2 separate regions of the Mus musculus genome follow, and region 2 is linked to region 1. A link is a contact called in public Hi-C data. All regions are on one chromosome and are shown on one strand. Each heading gives the region's core, a stretch centred on a gene start, on an enhancer-like site or on the middle of the called end of the contact. The rest is flanking DNA. Distances are from core to core; before and after follow the strand shown. Region 1 holds the start of Tbx15 (T-box 15). Region 2 holds the start of Tchh (trichohyalin).

Region 1 (2,991 bases), core at 56-2,555:
GTTCCTTCCCAGCTATCAGAAGTCTTATCTATCTCCCCCCCACCCCCAACCCCGGCACCCGCTGTGGGTTCTTTGGAATAAGAGCCCGGGATAGGCGAAGCGCAGCTCAGAGTCTGCTGCGCTATGAAAGTTACTATTTGTGTGGTGCAGGGGCCCAGTCTAGCAGGGTAAGTTTGCAGACCCCGAGGCAAGCTAAGCGGCCCATGCAGGTCTCTTAACTCTCAGCGTGTCTGTCTCCTCCCTCCATCAGGTAGAACAAGGAGCGTGAAGTCCTGAAATGTTCAGTTATAAGGCCGAATGGCAGCAGGAAAATTTTTTGTTGTTGTTGTTTCGTTTTGCCTTAACCGGACCCGCTTAGAAAGTCATTGATCTGGAACACAGTAGAAACCTGCGTAGAGAAATTTGGGCAGATCTCAAAGCCCCTGGGGGCATGGGTGATATGATCAGAAATATCTTCTGCCTTTTTTTTTTTTTTTTTTTTTTTTTTTTTGAGGAGAGGGACAGGTTAGCATTTTGTCACAGCATCAGCTTCCCAGATCTGCATCTGAACTGAGTATGATAGCTAGCTCTATTAGATCCTGAGAGTTTGGAAGGAAACTGTATGGATTCGTATTTGGACTTGTAGAGTCTATAAGGGCGAAGATCAGATTTTGACTTTGAGCTGTCCCGACTGCCCTCCTCCTACAGAGAAACAAGTCGGGTGCCGGGAAGCCAGGGGTTAAAGTTGGCAGAGAAGCATCCTGGGGATGGCCAGCGCACAGCCTTGGCCCGAGCCTCAGTCTCTCCCTTCTCCCCATTGGCCCGAGCTCTCGGGCTTTCTCTTGTTCCTTTCTTGCCATTGGCTGGGGGCTGGCTTTCCTCCCCTCTGCCTTTTTCTGCTCCCCCTCCCTTTTCCCTCACCCCTCGGACAGGAGCTCACTGCCTACCCCCTGTTCCTCGGGAAGGGAGGAATTCAGGGGGGAAAAGTTTCCCAGAAGTTTGGATCAGGGAAGGACGGGAAGAACGAGTGGGGAAGGGGGAGAGGGAGGAGAAAAAGGAAGAGGGAGTGAATTTAAAAAAAAAAAAAAAAAAGAAAGAAAGAAAAGAAAAAAAAAAAAGAAAAGATGAAGTTCAGTCAGCAGAGTTTGTGAGCGCCTGCCCGGGTGGGTGGGGAGCTGGACTCAGTGCTCCATGCAACGGGCGGGCGGCGTTCCCCGCGCTAGTTCCTAGAGGCTGGGGCAGCTGGGGGCACCGGTCTGATCCGGCGGTCGAGGGCGGGGGAGGACACGGAGGGAGGGCGCAGATCACCCGCGGAGCCGCCGCCCCAGTTTCGGCCGCGGCGCCGCCGCCTCTCCAGGGCCGGGTCGGCGGGCGCTCGGAGCGTGCGGCCGCGGGGCTGCCAGCTCAGTAGCGCGGGCTAGAGGAGACCCGGGTGCGGGCGGCTAAAATGAGTGAACGGAGAAGATCTGCAGTCGCCCTGAGCTCCCGAGCACATGCCTTCTCCGTTGAAGCCTTGATCGGCTCAAATAAAAAGCGGAAACTGCGAGACTGGGAGGAGAAGGGGCTGGACTTGTCCATGGAGGCGCTGAGTCCCGCAGGCCCACTCGGAGACACAGACGACCCGGCGACACACGGCCTGGAGCCCCACCCGGGTGAGTGTGTCGGATCGGACGACGGGAGGCGGGTGGAGAAGGAACACCAGCCGGTATCCCCGCGAGTGGAGGGAGGCCCTGCCTGCTGACTCCCTGCCTCACTCCGACGGGGGTTCCTTTTTCTTGGCATAAATACCTTGAGCCTCCCTAAATTCGCCGGAACCAATTTGGGGGCCTGGCCCGAGCCTTGCATTTTAATCGCCAATTTCAAGGCCTACTTGCGTCCATCCCCCTTCTCTTGTGTCAGAGACTGAGGGCTGCGGGTCCCTGGGTTTGAAAGAGCTCAGTCAAAGACACTGGAGAAAGAGCCCAGTGGATCTGAGACTTGCTTCCGTGCTTCTGAGAGCCCCCGAGTGCTGCCAGACGAAGCCTATAAGGCAGCCATGGGAAATGTTCCGGTTTTCTCTTTTAGTTTCTCTCTCAACTAAGTTTTAGATGGTGGAGTATAATTATTTCTATTTCACTGGGGACATAGTAGATAGACACTGTATCCTGAGACCCAGGTCTTTAATCCGTGCCCACATCTCAGTATTTGGGTGGGTGCACGTTTCAACTAATTTTCTTAGATCTCTCCATATTGTACATAATTAATATGCACAAAACACTTAAAACTCAAGGCGGATGTCAATGTGTGTATTTTAACAGAACCCTAAGAGGGAGAAAACAGCTTCACATTTTGTATTTAGTGCCAAGATTTCAACAGTGCAAAACAGCCCGGGGGAACAGCTGTTGTCAAAATCCTGTAAGCACGCTCACAAACACTACACTCATAACTCGGTTTAGCGGCTTCAGAATATTTTCAACAACTAGTATTTTCAGCCCAGATTTCTAAGGCCCTGCAGAAGGTGTCCCTGCGGACCAGCTAGGATCCAGGACTAGACTCCTTGTCCTACACGGCTTGGGGGTGGGGGGGAAGAGTCAGGCAGCCGCCCACACAGGAATGGGAGCAGCAGTAGGCTCGGGAGCTTGAGGATCCTGGCCTGAAAGCTAGCCAAAGCCCGAAGAGGGACAGCTGTCGCTTACATTTTCTCTTTCAGCAGTGACAGTTCAGTTTCCACGCTCCCGAGGCTAATAATAACTCGATTAGCCAGAGACCTGCAGAGACAGAGTTTCATGAATTCTCCGTGTTCTTGCGGCCCGTTACGGAATTTGGGTTTAGTGCTGGGGAATTATTTTTATTAGTCGATGAAAAGAAAATTAAAAGGAGATTTATTTCATCCATCCACGACTTTCTCTCTTTGGGAGCAAGGGCAGGTCCACTCGGTCTGCTGTGTGGGCAATCCAGGAAGGAACCGAAGATAGCTAATATGTGTCCTCTATTCTGCCATCCCGTCACCCAATTTATCTGTTGTCAGGATTT
Region 2 (2,754 bases), core at 173-2,672, 5.8 Mb before region 1:
AAGGGACTTCCACCTTCCAGTATCGGGTAAATCTCACTTCATCTGTCTCTTGGTTTTCTTCTTTTTTGGAAAGGTCTTGTTTAGCCCTGTCTGGCCTAAACCTTACTGTGTAGACCCAGCTGTTCTCAAACTCACAGGAATCCACCTGCCTCTGCTTCTGGGAAGCTAGGATTAAAGGAATGAACCAGCATGCTTAGCTTACTCCATCTCCTCATGGTCAGAGCCATTAGTTGAACCAAGAGCAGCAATTCTTCCAAGGCTCTGAACTCAATACTTACGTGCATCAAGAAATGTCATGTGTGCCTCTTATGAGACTCATTTTTCTGAAAAACTATGATCTCAAAGGTGTGCAAACTCTTTTGATCTCTTTTTTATGCATTCTTACACAGTTCACATCTGAATTGGCAAAAGAGGTATTGAAGTTGAAATGATATAAAGTACTCACCTAAATGCGGTACTATGCAGGCAGCCAGCAAAGCCATCCAAATATTCTTTTAACATGAGCCAGTTGTCATTGTCCTTGCTGTGCATTTTGCTTTGTTCTGACATTATGGGAATTCAACATACAATTTTGAACATACTAGCAGTCATTCTACCACTGAACTACATTCCCAGAGTCCCTCCTATTTTTATAATCCAACATTCAAACTATTTACTTGAGTTTAACAAAGCCAGCCCTAAGAATAATATCATCCAAAGTTCTTCAGGTTTGTTTGGCCCACTGACTGGTTAACCAAACAGAAAGGATCTTTCAAATAATTTTCATTAATAGAAGATTGGGTAGCCATACTATGTCTGAGTTAAGATAGATAGCATGCATTGTTTTTCTGCCTTGTTCTATCTAGATGTTACAATGTTTCACTTGGATGACATGAATTAGTGTCTTATAGGCTATATATTTAAGAAATAATTCACATTTTCTTTCCACCGTTCTGTTTGTTGCAATGTTTTTGAAAACACAATTAGCATACATGGTTACATATTTATTTCTGAAGATGCTCAAGTCTCTCTTCACATCATTGCTTTTACCTATCCTTTGTGCTCAACTTTAAGTGTTGCTATGAATAGCAATATGTAGAATTTAAATTCTTTCCCTCATCACTCCATTCTCTGCTCTGAAATATGCTGAAATGAAAACAGGGGGAGGGAGGTTATGGATAGTCTACACTGATGGACAATGAAAAGTTGACTGTAATATAGTATGAAGGTGATTTCTTGGTTTAGAATTTTTCAATATTTCTCTTCCTCTTCCTGAATATAGTATTCAAAGATAAAATGCTTTGAAAATGCAAGTTAAAATAACTATGATAGATCCAAAGATCTGTTTAAATCAGTGTGAATGAAGTTTTCCCAAAGTCAGAAGCAGAGATTTGATTTTTAATCCTATTTTATTGTTCAGGTTTACTTGAATTTTAAGAAAAAATGTCTCCACTTATAAGAAGCATTGTCGATATCACTGAAGTTTTCAATCAATATGCATCACAAAGTTGTGATGGAGCATCACTTAGCAAGAAAGACCTGAAAAACCTCCTTGAGAGAGAACTTGGAGATGTCCTTCAGGTAAGACCTCACATACACAAAAAGAAATCTATAGGTGTGGGGGCTATCAAATTTTCTCCCAAGAAAGACCAGAGCAATGAATATTGATCAATATTGTTTTAAAACATGACAGGGCTACATTCATTTTTGAGCCCGAGTTATTTAAATCTGTATTGTAATATGAGTATTAAAGAAGTTAATAGCATATATTTAATGGTCTTGATGGCATTGTTAGTAGGAATGAAGTGTAAGTTAATAGGGCATTACCACTGATGATGCCTGATCAAGTTAGTTGGACCTGAAAAGACTCCCCGCACCATCTTCCAACTTTCAGCAACAGAAATTTGCCTGTTTCGCAATTAAAATGGCATTGCTGTAAATATCTCAGTTCTTCTTCAAACATGGAATAAGACTTAAATCAGGAGCACTGGCTATTTCAAGCAGAAATATCTGTTGAAAATCTTCTTAAATTCCATTGTACTGATCACAAGGATGAAACCATTCTTATTCATTCATCTAGAAAGAATTTGTTGTTTTGATCAGCACACAATTAACAAAAATTTCCAACAATAGTATGTTTTGAAATGAGTTGTTTCCATAGCTGGGGAAACAGGACAACATATTTTCTTTGCTTTTTAAAAAGATTTATTTATTTATTTTATATGTGAGTACACTGTCGATCCCTTTAGACACACCAGAAGAGAGCATCAGATCCCATTACAGATGGGGTTGTGAGCCACCATGTGGTTGCTGGGAATTGAACTCAGGACTTATGGAAGAGCAGTCAAGTGCTCTTAGCGGCTAAACCATCTCTCCAGCTCCTCTGTGCATTTTCTAATCGCTCCAAATAGTCCCCTCCCCAAAACAAACGTGAGTGCAAAAGTTTACTACTTGTAAATAATTAATTATAAAACTTTTTTGTTTGTTTGTTTTAATCTTTTCATAGAGACCACATGACCCTGAGACGATAGACCTGACCCTAGAACTTCTGGATCGCGACTGCAACGGGCGTGTTGATTTCAACGAATTCCTCCTGTTCCTTTTCAAGATTGCTCAAGCTTGCTATTATGCTCTCGATCAGGCCGCAGAGCTAGGCGAGAAGAGAGCCCTGCCCAATGAAAAGAGGAACCTGTCACAAGATCGCAGGCAAGAAGACCAAAGGAGATTCGAGCCCCGAAGCAGACAACTGGACGAAGAACCTGGGCGCCGAAGCTG

The links. Hi-C and Micro-C count contacts between places; a contact is called where the count stands out from the background.
Region 2: a Hi-C map of LSK cells shows a contact between it and region 1, with 6 times the contacts expected there. The contact joins the promoter of Tchh here to the promoter of Tbx15 in region 1. A contact is called at or near these places in 1 of 39 promoter capture datasets (cranial neural crest) and 3 of 484 Hi-C or Micro-C datasets (LSK cells and embryonic stem cells).

The regions. Positions count from the first base shown.
Region 1 is chr3:99,252,455-99,255,445 of GRCm38.p6, forward strand. Tbx15 (T-box 15) reads left to right here and starts at 1,306. Exons shown (of 8, transcript NM_009323.2): 1 at 1,306-1,631. The coding sequence starts at 1,427.
Region 2 is chr3:93,440,908-93,443,661 of GRCm38.p6, forward strand. Tchh (trichohyalin) reads left to right here and starts at 1,423. Exons shown (of 2, transcript NM_001163098.1): 1 at 1,423-1,560; 2 at 2,486-2,754. The coding sequence starts at 1,423.